Regions from separate parts of the Sus scrofa genome. Here region 2 is linked to region 1. The links are chromatin contacts, called in public Hi-C maps. All regions are on one chromosome and are shown on one strand. Each heading gives the region's core, a stretch centred on a gene start, on an enhancer-like site or on the middle of the called end of the contact. The rest is flanking DNA. Distances are from core to core; before and after follow the strand shown. Region 1 overlaps FBXW11 (F-box/WD repeat-containing protein 11). Region 2 holds the start of FGF18 (fibroblast growth factor 18).

What was found. Hi-C and Micro-C count contacts between places; a contact is called where the count stands out from the background.
Region 2: a Hi-C map of alveolar macrophages shows a contact between it and region 1, with 3 times the contacts expected there. The contact joins the promoter of FGF18 here to the enhancer-like site in region 1. A contact is called at or near these places in 1 of 5 promoter capture datasets (fetal skeletal muscle), 7 of 47 Hi-C or Micro-C datasets (alveolar macrophages, brain, embryonic fibroblasts and 4 more) and 1 of 2 datasets of contacts at active chromatin or transcription factors (alveolar macrophages).

What each region holds. Positions count from the first base shown.
Region 1 is chr16:52,308,806-52,316,413 of Sscrofa11.1, reverse strand. FBXW11 (F-box/WD repeat-containing protein 11) reads right to left here. Exons shown (of 14, transcript XM_021077115.1): 7 at 2,409-2,546. Among named protein-coding and RNA genes, the nearest start is that of SMIM23, 100 kb to the left of the region's middle. Within about 2 kb of position 3,238, at least 4 of the 83 cell types and tissues checked have an H3K27ac peak or open chromatin away from gene starts, as enhancers often do. A contact at or near this core is called in alveolar macrophages, where this site is marked.
Region 2 is chr16:52,756,435-52,763,299 of Sscrofa11.1, reverse strand. FGF18 (fibroblast growth factor 18) reads left to right here and starts at 3,054. Exons shown (of 5, transcript XM_013990660.2): 1 at 3,054-3,643; 2 at 3,812-3,848. The coding sequence starts at 3,612.

The sequences.
Region 1 (7,608 bases), core at 1,989-4,488:
ACAGACCAATAGAGACTATCCAGAAAAGAGAGGGGAAAAAAGACTGGAAAAGAGACAATATCATAAAAAATCTATTATTTATGTAATTAATAAGACTCTCAGGAGAGGAAAAAAATTGGTGCAGAAAAAAATAATGGCCAAAACTTCTGAAACTTGAGGAGTGAAAGACATAAATTTACAGATTCAAAAAGCTCACTGAGTGAGGAGGTCTCACTGTGATGATGGGATCTGCGATGTCACCACAGTGCCAGAACACAGGTTCGATCCCCGCTCAGCACAGTGGTTAAAGGAGCCAGCATTGCCCCAGCTGTGGTGTAAGTCACAGCTGTGGCTCAGGTCTGATCCCTGGCATAGGAACTCCATATGCTGAGGGGTGCCCCCCCAAAAAAAGCTCAGTGAAACACTTATTAAACATGACATCAAAAGTATAAGCCATAAAAGAAAACACTGGCAAACTAGACTTCATCAAAATTAAAATATGTCCTACTTAAGATAGTAAGAAAATGAAGAGAAGTCACAGACTGGAAGAAAATATTTGCTAAGCATATCTGAAAGAGACTTGTATCCATAATATATCAAGAACTCTCAAAACTCAATATGAAAACAAATAACCCATTTAAAAACTGGACAAAAGATCTGAATAGAAACTTCACCAAGAAATAAATGGCAAAGAAGCATATGAAAAGGTGTTCATTATCCCTGGTCACTGGAAAAATGCAACTTTCAACAAAATGAGATATGTCTACATACCTATTCAAATGGGTAATATCCAAAAAACCCAAAACAAAACTAGTTCTGAGACTCCCAAGGGCTGACAAGGATGCCGAACAAAAGAAACTCTCATGCACTGTTGATGGGAATGTAAAATGGTATATATGGCTGCTTTAAACAAACAACTTGGCAGTTTCTTAAGAGGTTAAACATATATACTTACCATATGAGCTAGCAATCCGCTCTTAGATTTTTATCCAAGAGAACTGAAAACTTATATTCTCAAAAAAAAAAAAAAAAAAAAAGTGCATGCATATATTTACAGTGCCTTTATTCAATGATTGTGAAAAACTGGATCCAGGAATGTCCTTCAATAGGTAAATGATAACAACACTGTGGTATAACCATAAAGTGGAACACTACTGGGCAGTAAAAAGGAATCAACTATTACTAAATGCAGCAATGTAAAAGGATCTCAAGTGTGCAATGCTAAGTATAAAAAGCCAGACTCGAAAGGCTACAAACTGAGTCCATTTACAGGGCAGTCTCAAAAAGGCAAGGTTACAGGGTCAGAAAAAAAGATCAGTGGTTGTCAGGGCCTAGGGGGAAAAATGGATAAACGCAAAGGAGCCGGACAAAGGAATCTAGGGGATGATGGAACAGTTCTGGATCTTGATTATTGTTATGATGACATAATTTTTTGTGCTGGGCAAAACTCACAGAACTTTTCACTAAAAAGAGTGAACTGTTCTATAGGTAAATTGTATCTAAAAGTTAAAATCTCCACTGTCTTCTGAAATACAAGAAAAAAAGCTACAAACAATATGAAACAAAATCTGTTAGACAAGTTCCCTCGTTAGCTGGCAGGTTAAGGATCTGGCATTGTCACTGCTGTGGCTCTGGTTACAGCTGTGGTGCAGGTTCAGTTCCTGGCCCAGGAACTTCTGCATGCCACAGGTGCAGCAAAAAAACAAAAAAAAAAAACACCCCCACACAAACTGTTAGAGCCGTCGAACATTAAACACAGAAATGATTCAGTTCCTCTACTACTGAAAAGTTGTGGTGCAGTGGAAACGAATCCGACTGGTAACCGTGAGGATGCGGCCTTGCTCAGTGAGTTAAGGATCAGGTGTTGTCATGAGCTGTGTTGTAGGTCGCAGATGCGGCTCAGATCCTGCGTGGCTGTGGCTGTGGTCTAGGCCGGCAGAGGTAGTTCCAATTCGACCCCTAGCCTGGGAATTTCCATGTGCCACAAGTGCGGCCCTAAAAAGCAAATGCATATATTTATATAGATGTATAAATTGCTCTATCATTCTTTTGTGTTATCAACTGAGCCTTTCACAGACACCATAAAAGTAGTAACTTTGATTTATATGCCAGTTTAGCAATGCTTCCACCAGCTAGCAAAGTAATCAAGAGCCTTGTGACACTGAGATGGTTTCTATTTGCACTTACATACAGAATAAAGAACGTGAACGTGCTCAGAGAAGGATACGAAATGAGACCATCCCGGGGCCTAACGCGAGTAGAGGGAAATGCTCTGGCTCTGGTTCTTTAGAACCACACAGAGAGCTGCCAAGATTGAGCAGAACAGATTAAAAAGAGCCACCCAAGAGGGAATGGGGAGACTGTTACATCTAGTATCTAACATGTAACCACAATTCTAAAAATAATATATACAAAATGCAGTCACTCACCTTAATAGAATTATCTCGTAGGCCACTGATAATTTTTTCATCATCATACTGTAAACAGTAGACACCTTTACTATTTTCAGAGCGGCACTGAATCCTCTGCAAGTTGTGTCGTCCACACCGCCAGTTAGATTCTATAGTCTAAGGAAAAAAGGAGGCAAGAGATGAGTTTTTGTGAATCAACCATTCTCTTAGGGTTCAGAGTCTGGCGTTACTTCCAGAAACAGCATACCACTGATACTCCATCTTGGTTTGCATAACTGTCTGTGGACAGGAATCACACTCTTTTCCAAGTAAGACATTAGCCCAGCGATGTTTTTCCTCAAACGCTCCCTGCCCGTCTGGCAACTATCACAGGATTTCCAATGAGTTTGGGCTGGGTTTGAAAAAAATGGCCTAGACAGAATTCAATATGCTTAAAGAATGCCATTTGCACCCAAAACACACAAATAAATAGTAACTCATTGGGTCACTCTCTAATGCCAATTAAAACATTTGGCAGCAGATCACCACTAATGTTAAGCATATAACAATCTGTGTATCCATCCAAAGCACTGACTGTCCTGATCATTGAGAAAAGATATTGACAACTACTATGTGCCAACCATTATTGAAAGAATTTGTCATCCATTTTTAATCTTCGACCAGACTGAGGCTCTTTTAGAATAAGAATGGCACACTTCAGCCCTGGGTTCTCATTCTTTCATCATTCATGTGATGCTTACTGAGATGCCAGTGTACTTCAGGGCCTGACCGCTTTAGGCACTGGGGATGCAAAGATGCATGGGAAGCGTACTGCTTGCAAAGGTTGCAACTGCAATACCCAGGCACACATGTTTATTTGGTTAATTGAGTCACACGATAACTTTGACAGGAAGTTCTTATTACTTCCCTTTTACAAACAAGGCAACAGTTTAATTTGCCTGAGGTTACAAAACTAGTTAACCGGATGCGTTGGAAATGACACCCAGTTCTTCCTGACTCTGAGCCCATGTTTTTCCCACTAAAATACGCAGCATCTACTAACAAAGTATAGTCCTAACTATGGAGGTTAGTGAACACGGGACATAAAGAGATCGATACCAACTCCAGAGAAGCTATCAGTGCCAAGGGAGTGATTAAAAACCCTGAGTGCTGCAGCACTTAAGGACTCTTAAGCAACGCTGTGGCCTGAGACCAGTGAGCAAAGTTCAAAGTTCAAAGTGGGTGATGCCCAGAGCACTGGAAGACCTAACCCAGTAGTGGATATAAGGGATTCTCAGGAACAAAAGATAACAATGCGTCCACGATGAACAACCAAAGTATAAATTCCTGATCCTTGAAATTAGGGGACATAGGGACTGCAACAACTGGCAACACCTGAGCTCAGGATCTAGTTCAAAAGCTATTATCTGAGTAGCAAAAGTTTAATTAGTTGCTTGGTAGAGAAAGGAGATAACTCATCTTTATTCATAATAACCACTTTAATTATTGGTTCTGCTGACATCTAACGAATTACGTCCTCTTATTTTGAGGGCAGTACCCTTCCATACACTGCAAAATGTTACAGTTCACTAAATGTTATGTTCCAGGTACTATGCTTCCTTAACACTCTGCTATGTGTTTTATATATTTTACAGTTAATCATCACAACTCTGAAGCCAAAATTGTCCTCCTTTTATATAAAAAGAAACGGAGGGTTGGAGACACTGATCCACACATACTTAGAAAGGAAAATGTGGAGTTTCCATTGTGACTCAGTGGGTTAAGGACCTAACACTGTTTCTGTGAAGATGCAGGTTCGACCCCTAGGCTTGCTCAGGGGGTTGAGGACCCAGCATTGCTGCAAGTGGTGCCACAGGTCTGAGCTGCAGCTCTTATCTGACCCCCAGCCTGGAAACTTCCATTTGCCGCCAGTACGGCCATAAAAAGAAGAGGGGGAAAAAGAAGGGAACATATTTCCTCATTCGTGTACTCAGCACAGGAGCCTGGAAATATAAGCCCTGCCCTCAAAAAGCTCCCACACACAGCCTGAGAGACAGCAGGATCACATGTTTCCAACACCCAGGGGGTGCAAAGAGGTGCCACGGCAGACTTCTCACTCATCTGTCCTTCTGCTACCAAGCCAGAGCTTCTTGGTCAGCAGCATCATCTCTAGTGAGTTTGAAAAGGCTCGTACACAAAACCACGTATTAAAAACAACAAAATCCAAACTCACAAAAACAAAAATGCACCCTACTGTGGCTCCCACTATCAAGGTAGACAACAGGAGTTCCCTTCTGGCTCAGTGGGTTAAGGTTTTTGTGTTGTCACCACTGTGGCTCAAGTTGGATCCGTGGCCCGGGAGCTTGTGCATGCTGTGCATACAGCCAAAAAAGGAAGGAAAAAAAAAAAGTAGACAACAGATCTGTCTGTATAAGCAACTTTTAAAAAAGGGATCCAGAATATAAAGAATTTCTTAAATTGAACTCAATGTTTGGAATCATTTAGCAAAATCATGTATTTTTAGACAGAGACTGAGCCACCTCGGCATGCTAAGCATACCACGAAAATGCCGACTTACAGGCAGACCTACTGGTAACAAGTCTTATTCACGGCCAGTGACGCTTGGCAGTGGTTACCAATGTTCAGGCTATACCCTGGGGGCCCAGAGGGTTGCTTCTGAATGTGACTACATATAAACCCAGAGTATTACAAAGATGAATACATATCTATGCATCAGGTGTTATTTTTAAAATTCATATAGCTGTCCTTAGTTTCACAACATACACAATTGCTTTAAAATATTATTATTGAATCAGTTAAGTAGCTTTGTCCTTTGTATATTTCAATGACTAGAAAAAGTACGTTTACTATCTAGGGGGAGTTTGAAATTTTTTTAACTTAAAAAGAGGGGGTAGAGGAGGCGTTCCCGTCGTGGTGCAGCAGAAATGAATCCAACTAGGAACCATGAGGTTGCAGGTTTGATCCCAGGCCTCACTCAGTGGGTTAAGAATCTGGCATTGACACGAGCTGTGGTGTAAGTTGCAGCCACGGCTCGGATCCCTTGTTGCTGTGGCTGTGGCGTAGGCCGGCAACTGTAGCTCTGATTTGACCCCAGCCTGGGAACTTTCACATGCCGCAGGCGCAGCCCTGAAAAAAAAGGGAGGGGGTGGAGGAACTTCCATACCCAAACGAATTTCCTACATGCTCTCCCACTACTCTAAAATGTTTTCTAGAACCAAATGACTTGGTTATAATCTGTTACTGTACCTAAAGCCCTAAAGACACAGCAGGGAAGAGCTGGGTAAGGCAACACGACTGGCTTGTGACAACGGTCCCCTAAGACATCTGCACAGAGACCATCACCCTTCTATCTCTGACCCTCGAACCAGAACCAGAGGCAGGACCTCTCAAAATCTGTTAGATAGGAAATGGCTTAGCTTCTCAACACCTAGAAGAAGCCTAATTTTCTAAAACACATTTCTGAATTTTAAAAGAAAAAGCTTATTGAGTCATTTTTGACGGGTCATTTTAGGAAGTTCCCAGTTAGGGCTGTTTCTAAAATTATTAAGTTCCTGAATCCCAAAACAAGTCTGTTTGTTTCAAAATGCCAGTAAAGCAACACTAAACCAGATCAGGGAGAGGACTGCTTTGTTGCACACCAGCCCTGTGTAATTCCTAAGACTTCACTCTTCTCAATTCTCAAGGCCACCCACGAAAGAAAGCAACACTTCCTGCTGACTACGCCTGCCCAAAATACTACCTACCACCATATTTGACGACCTCAACTCTTATTAGAATGCTTATATAAGCCAGGTCTTTTTCAGAAAAACTAGACCTTTAAAAATGAAAGGCAGCCCACTGTGGTCGAAAATACCTAGGCCAATTAACAACTTTGACAAGTAGCTTGGACTGTTGAGTAACAGTTTCCTCCTCTGTAAAAAGGGCATAAAGACACACACACACACACACACACACACACACACACACACATACACCCCTCAGATCTGCTGGAAGGGTCCAATGAGATTACTGCAAAGTGCTTATCACAGTGCCCACAAATGGCAGCAATGATGCGCTTCCTCGTTCGTGGAAAACACTGACCAAAAACAGTAGGCTGGGACCAAAAAAGAAAAAAAAAATCTCACCGAATTGCCAGCAACTTTTGTCTCAGTCCAGGCTGATCTTCAATGCTGACAGCCCTGAGCCCTCTCTGTTCAACCATTCCCAGGAAGGGGCTCAACCTTCAAATGCAATTCAACAGTTCCCTTAACTCCAGCAGCAGAAACTCAGGGCACACAGGTGCACCTCTTTCACTAAGCAGATACCTGCCGTTTCACTTCGACATCATGTGCTGTGGCTACTGTAGAGGAATATTTCATGGTTTTGAGAACTTGTAAAATCCCCTTACCCTGTGCAAATTTTCAAAATACTGGGAAAGTAGCCATGATACACAGAGTATACAGCAGCATTTAAATTGGCAATAGAGTGAAAACAGATGTCTGAGTATGAAGGAATAACATTATTTTTAGAAGCCTAAACACAACTGGGTGGGTGGGCAAGTTTCAGCATTTTCTGGTTAGGACAATGTTAATATCAAGTTTGCAAACCACAAAAAAGCTCCCCACTTTTCCTGAATAAAATGTGGTTTATTAAAAGGTGCGATACAACACACCATCATTTCACCAGCAGTCTGTTCCGAGGAGAGTGCTTCAAAGGCTTTAATCCAGTGAATAAAAAGAGGGAAAAGGCACATTATATGAAAGAGTTTGCCACTACTCTGAGATGGCAAAAGAGAAAAATTCAAGTTCAGGACATCAGAATCCTGATTTCATCCACCCTAACAACTCCCACCTCTCTGCTGCGGGACACTTGTGGGCACCGTAACATGAAAAGAGCATGGGCTTTGGACTAAGAGTTTCAGTTCTGACAATTCGAGGATTACATTAAACCACTGTGGCAAAGCTCATCACTCATGATGATGATGATGATGATGATAAGAATTAAGAGCAGAGAGCAAAGGACATATGGCTACTTTTCTTGGGAATCAGCCTCAGGTTTTCTAGGAACTCTTTCAATTCTGAGGCACTCTAAACCCTCCCTCCTCTCCCCGCGCCACTGTGTGTGTGTGTGTGTGTGTGTGTGTGTGCCACTGTGTGTGTGTGTGCCACTGTGTGTGTGTGTGTGGTAAGAACACCCATGAGAGAAGAACCTTTGCAGAAAGCTAAGAATTCTTATTTAT
Region 2 (6,865 bases), core at 1,805-4,304, 450 kb before region 1:
TTTGAGACTAGTGATGGATATGGGGAGGTTGCTTGAGAAAGGTGTCTACATAATTACATTTGTCAAACTCCAAGTACTCTTAGAGGAGATGCTTTTAAGTATTACATAACTAGTGTCTAAAAAGGCCTTTGAGAGCTACCTGTTGGCTTCTGACAGGTGCCATTACCTGTTTTCACCTTCTTGCCACTCTTGGTTAATTAACCCTGCCTGTCATCTAGCTTTTTCCTGCTTGTAGGCAATTGACAATTTATGCCTAGAATATTTTGCATGGCTTGGCTTTCCCATCTTTGGGTCTTAACCTAAATAGGTCTTTTCTATCCTGTTGGTTTCCTTCAAAGTATTAGTTTGAACTTATCTCTTGGCTTATTTGCCTACTGCCCATCTTCCTTAGTAGAGGTAAAGTGCTTTGTAAAAGCAGAAACCTTGTTAGTCTGCATCCAGGGCCTGACACAAAAAATGACTACATAGTGACTACCAAATGAGTGACCCTATTAAGTGCTATGTGAACATGTCAAATTCAAATAGAAAAGGCTCATTTAAGAAGATTCATCTGGGAGTTCCTGTCGTGACTCAGTAGTAAGGAACCCAACTAACATCCATGAGGACCTCTTTCAGTGGGTTAAGAAGCTGGTGTTGGCATGAGCAGACTTAGATCTTTCTGTGGCTGCGGCATAGGCTGGTGGCTACAGCTCCAATTCAACCCCTAGCCTGGGAACTTGCATATGTCGCGAGTGCAGCCCTTGAAACACCCTCAAAAAAAAAAAAAAAAAAAAAACTCACCTGCATGGTAAATTGATGGGTTTGAAGGTGTGAATGATGGAGAAAAGGGAAATGACAGGATTTGGAGTCAAAAGAGATTCTCAACCATAAATTGAGAGTGATCCTACCTTCCAACTTCATGAAATTGTGGAAAAGAAAAAAAAGTGATAATAACCTGGAAAACAATTGGGATTATTAATGACAGCTAAAACATTTGGCACCTTCATTGTGCGCCAGACTCACAACACAACTATTGTTACTTTTCTTAGCCATGGTTTGTCGATGAGGAAGCAGTTACTGAAATTGATGAGTAAATGTTGGAAGCAATACTCAAAACCAGGGCCTCTTTTTTTTTTTTTTTTCCTGGCTGCACCCACAGCCAAGTTCCTGCACCACAGCTGTGGCCATACGGGATCCTTGTGCCAAAAGGGGACTTCCCAGGACCTTTGGGTTTATACTGTTGCTCAGAATTTCTCTTGACTGGACATTTGGATCAATCTTATTGGGGTGATGGCTTTATTTGTGAAAAACACTATCTGAGTCTTGAAAAAAATTGCAAGCATTTTAGAACATAATTATACACCCATTCCATTCAAAAGTAATAGAAAATAGCAGTAGTATAGGAAACTGGAAGTATGGTTCTTAGCCAGGAGATACTTCAAACACCCCACTTTCGTAAGCCAAAACCACCTCTTGAATGTTCTGTCAGAGGGCTTTATAAAGCAAGCTCAAGGATGGTGGTGATGTCTCAGGCCCCAAGGGCAGCATTTCTATGCCTGTTTTGTGGTTGGTCATCACATCCTGTCTTACCAGTTCTGGCAATGAGAATGTCTAAGTTCAGTCCAGTGCTTCACACAACTTTCTCCATCACTCAGCACTTGGTTTTAAAAAGGTTTTCTACACTTGTGTTCAATGCGGAAACAGGCTATCTTTAAGATAGCTTCAGCTTTGAAAGGGAACTTAAAATAGCTTGCAGGGTGGCCTGATAATCAGAACAATTGCTGATATTTCATTTTCCATGACTCTAGGAAGTAGCACTGTTTGACAGGGCCTACCTTAGTTTTGCTGGAAGTGAAATGGGGATAGCAACCCTAGCCAATGGTGCAAGAAGGTTCTTAACCAAATAGTCTGATTCCTGCGTTTTGCCTTTTGAGCTTGTTCAGTTTCTTTCATGCTATGACTGTTTCCCTTAGTATCAATCAGGCCAAGCAGAGCCTGGCTGCCTGGAGCTATAGACGGTGTGAAGCAGTTGCCTGAGACAAGAACACCCAAATTTTGAGGTTGGTGGGAAGGACAGGAGTCATGCCTCTGAAGAGATAGAGGCGGTTAGGCGAGATGTCCTCAGAAGGGACCTGATTAAGAGTCAAAACGATCAGTATACAAGGAGTAACGAATCTCAGTCTGGAGGCCAGAAGAGGGCCTGCAGTGGTCGCTGACCAGAGTCCTGCTGGCTCCTCCCGGGCCTGCACAGCCCGACTGGGCTGGGCTGCAGCGAAACTTCAGGACCGCTAGGTGGCAGCCGTGCGTTTCCAAAGCTGTCTCGCCTACTGGAGAGCCCAGCTGGGATCCGACCCGGGAGCTCAAGGTGGGGGGGGGGGAGATGCGTAACAGACGCCCTGGAGACCCTCTCCCCCTCAACGGCAGGGACAGAGACTGGAAGAGGGCTCACTTGGGTTGGCCAGCCGCCCGAGAGGGTGTCTGGGACACACCACGATCCTGCGTGGACTCAAAGGGCGGGTAAAAGAGACCCCCCCTTAAACGGAGCCGCCCCGAGGGCTGGGCCTGACCCGCCCCCTCCCGGCTCCCCACTCAAGCGCTGGTTGGTGTGAGTGAGTGCGACTAGCGAATGTGGGCGCATGAAGACGTTCCGCACCTAACTGCGTTCTTGGGGACCGCTGCCTGTCCAATTCCGGCAGCGTTGCTCCGTGGCGCGGGTCATTGCGCCCAGACACAGAATTCCGACGGCTTCCAGCGCTCACCAGCTCCAGCCTCGCGGGCTCTGCCCCTTCGGAGCTGCTGGTCCCGTCGCCGAGAGTCTGAGCGCCTCCCTCCAACCCAGGGCCGCCAGGAGAAGGAGGAGGCGGCAGAGGAGAGGCCGCGGCAGGCAGGCAAGCAGGCAGAGCCGCCTTTGATGTGGGCGCGGCGCACCCAGGCGAGCTGAGCGCCCGTCCGGCCGCGCCCCGAGGGGGGAGCCCCCGGGCCCCGCATCCTCATTGTGCCGGCTCGGGCCCGGGCCCGCCCCCGGCCCCCCGCCCCCTCGCCGCCCGCGCGTAGAAAACGCCCCGGCCGCCGCCAGTGGTGGGAGGCGGCGATGCGCACGGCCGGAGAGACTCGGAGGAGGAGACATGAGCCGGCGGGCGCCCAGACGGAGCGGCCGTGACGCGTTCGTGCTGCAGCCGCGCGCCCCGGCCCCAGAACGCTGACCCCTGGCCCCGCGCAGTCCCGCGCCCCATCCGGAGAGCACGCCCCAGCTTCCAGCCCCGCCGTGCATGCTGCCCCCGGAGTGAGCCTGTCAGCCAGCCTCCCGCGGACGCCCGGACGGACGGCCAGCCGGCAGTGAGCAAGCTTCTTCGCACCGGCCGGTGCCTCCTGCACAGCGGCGGCCGCCCCGCAGCCCCCGCGCCAGCCCGGAGGGCGCAGCGCTCGGGAGGAGCCGCGCGGGGCGCTGATGCCGCAGGGCGCGCCGCGGAGCGCCCCGGAGCAGCAGAGTCTGCAGCAGCAGCAGCCGGCGAGGAGGGAGCAGCAGCAGCGGCGGCGGCGGCGGCGGAGGCGGCGGAGGCGCCCGGTCCCGGCCGCGCGAAGCGGACATGTGCAGGCTGGGCTAGGAGCCGCCGCCTCCCTCCCTCCCAGCGATGTATTCAGCGCCCTCCGCCTGCACTTGCCTGTAAGCGCCCGCTCGCGGGGCTGCCCACCCTGCCTGGCAGTCTGTCGGTGTGCCTGTGGTTCTGTCTGCCTGCCCAGCCGTTTCTCCGACTTTCCGACTGCATATCTGTCTGTACCTAGGTCCCCCTCCTTCCAGTCTCACTGACGGCCTCTCCATCTCTCTCCGCAGGTGTTTACACTTCCTGCTGTTGTGCTTCCAGGTACAGGTACGTGGGCTCCTGACTCTGACCTCTCCCCCACCCCCGCAACTGCCTCGCGGTACGTGTCGACCCCCCTCCTCCGGGCCGCGCCCCCTCCCTGCGCCCCACCCCTCCTGGGCGCCGAGCCCAGTGCACCTGTTCCCAGGGCGCGGAAGGGCGGCTCCGCACGCGCCCAGCGCAGGAGGGGGGACCGGCCAAGGGCAAGGGGCTCTGCTGTGGGACTCAGGCTGGCGCGCGCTGGCGGGGCTACGGCTGGGAGGAGATCCCCGGAGCCGGCGGGCTCAGACGCTGCAATGTGCCCGGTTCTAGGCCCCCCGGCTCGCAGCGGGTGAGGAGTTAGGACGTAGGGATTTTCTCTGCCAACCGTCCCTTAACATCTCCGCTCGCTCTTCTAAACAAAAAGGCTCCTTTCAGACGAGTGGATTTGAAGTCCAGGGAGAAAGCTTCAGTTGTAAATTACTCTGTGGTTTCAAAGGCGTTTGCAGCATTGAGAGGCAGAGGGAGAGAGAGAGAGAGACAGAGAGACAGAGAGAGAGACAGAGACAGAGAGAAAGGGAAAGAGACAGAAAGAGGAGAGGCTCGGGTGAGAGGAGCAGAGCAGGGTGCCTGGGCCGAGGGACCACTGCCTGCGAGGCGGCTCCGGAACGGCCGCGCTCCGCACACCCTTGCCCAAGGTGGGGCAGCCCTCAGCTGGTTCCTCGCCTCACTCCCCGCTTGCTCGCTCTCCTGAATCAGAAGAGGGCTTGGCGCTCGGCCTGGAAAGCACTTGCTAAAATCTGATCTGTTACTTCAGCAGCTTTCAGACTCGGGAAGGTCTTGGCACGAAGACAGTTGGAACACTTGGGCTTCCAAAGCCCTGGAAATGAAGGAAACGCGTTGGGGTGGGGGGAAGAGAAGAGGGGCTGAGGGAGCGACTTCAGCCCCGATTAGAACCAGACCAGGCTGCCTCAGTTTGGGGGGGATGGGGGGTGCAAAGGGAAAGGGAATAGGAAGTGCCAGCTGCCCTAGCCCCCCATCCACTTAGAGCTCTGTGGGAGGGGCCCTAGGAGGAGCTGGACTGGGGCCAAAAGAGATTATCTGCCCCTTCCCCCTCTGGGTTGAAGGCAGGTGTCCTCACAGGGTTAGAGAGGATGCTTAGGCTTTAGCTTTCTGCATTTGGGAGGTGCCCAGGGAGAGCACAGAGCAGGAAAAATGTGATTCTCCTAGGTGTGCGTGTTGAGTGCTGTTGAGACTCTGCGGTCTCTTAGAGCCGGTGGTGGTGGTGGCGGCGGCGGATCTGCTTATCTCCCCTCCCGCTGCTGCCCAACAGGATGGGCACTGAGCTAGTCGGGGCTGGGGGCTGGACAGACGGATGAGTTCTTTCCCTCTTTTGGCCAGGCTGGGGTCCCCAGTGACTCTTTGAATCAATACCACTGGAGTCAGTAACTTAAGACTGGCTGTTTGCCAAAGCAGATGTGACCCTGTATGTGGCGGGGGCGGGGTGGGGAATGGCTGGTGTCAGAGAGGCCAGTGCCAGGCATGGTTTGCAGCTGAGTCCCCAAGCAGAGAGCAGACCCCAGGGTCACTCCGGGGCACTGTGTTTGTCCCACCAGGGTGAGAGCTCTTTTTCTGTGTGCTGAGCCTCAGGGTGGGGACGATGAAATGGGCATGAAGTAGAGCCTTGGCTTTGGACCTTGTTGCCTGCTGCCTCTTGGTCCTTGAAGTGGGGCCCTGGAGGGCTGCTGTGTGGTCTTTGTGTTCTCTGGGGGAATGCGAGGGAGGACTTTGCATCCCACCTCCCCGTTCTGGCCAGAGCTAGAGCCAGCCTCTCGGGGAGAGAGCTGGGTGGTCTCCGTCTGGGTGAGGGGGTCCATCTGGCTTAGGTCTTCCAGCAGGTGAAGGAAGGCTCCTCTCCCCTTCTCCTACCCCCCTCTTCCTTTGCAGCCTTTCCCCTTCCAAACTGCCTTCGGACTGACCAATGTTTTTAACTCAAGGTCTTTGCACCCTTCAAATATCTAAGGATGGGATGCTGGGGGGAGGGGTGGTTCCTGAGACACTTGAGGGCAAAATGGTGCCCAAATGTACTGCGGCGGGGAAAGGGTTTCTAGGCTCCCCATAGATTTTTGAAAGCACCTGTGATTGCTGAAAGATAAAGCAGCGCTACCCTAAGGGTTATAGGCAACATTGGCACCATCAAGTCCCCCTTCATACTCTAGGGACAAGGTGGAGTGGTCATTGGAGGCGAGGATGAGGGGGTGGGACCCCCGTGTGTGTGCTAGTTGCAGGAGGTCCCACCCCGGGGTCTGCTTTCCACTGTGGTGTTGGACCGATACTGGGAGAGCAGCTACTTCCTTTAAGGGTGCGTTTGGAGGGTGGCAGTGAGAGCGCCTGTGGTGATCAGGGCCCGGGGGGGGGTGCTCTCTGCCCCATGGGGGGAGCTCAGGGCTTTGGCATCCTGAGGGCTGGGCCTGAACCCCAGCCTCATCTTTTCCTATCAGTAGACCTAGCTTCCTCATTTGTGACAGGGGTGGCCCTGAGGCGGAAATGGTCCATGATAGGTGTGGAAGAGGTTTCTCGAATTCTCAGCCCCCTGGGAGGGCGCCTTGCTGTGCTGGGAACTCTGTACACCTGTGCCCTTCCTTCCCCCACCTCCATGTTTTGGGAAACTGGTCCAGTCCTCGCAACAAAGTTTCTGGGCTCCTCCCCTCTTCCCATCCATCCCCAGCCACCAAGCCCTGAACGGGCCCCCTGGCCCCAGCCACATTTCCCTGAGCACAGTCAATGCCAGACACAGCCCTCCCACCCCCATGTGGCGAGCCCCGCCCTTTTGCATCCGCAACCCCCTGGGAGTGGGAAGCTGGGAATTTAATAAAATCCCTTCTCCACACGACTTGGGACACCGTGGATATCTCAAATCGGAAGAATTTTAAAAATTTCCAAGGGGAGCAACCGGCGTGACCAGTAAATTGCTTTTCTGCACTTGGCTGAGCGCTGACAATGACACCGGGCTGGGCCTTTCACACAGCTCACCCGGCACCTGCCTG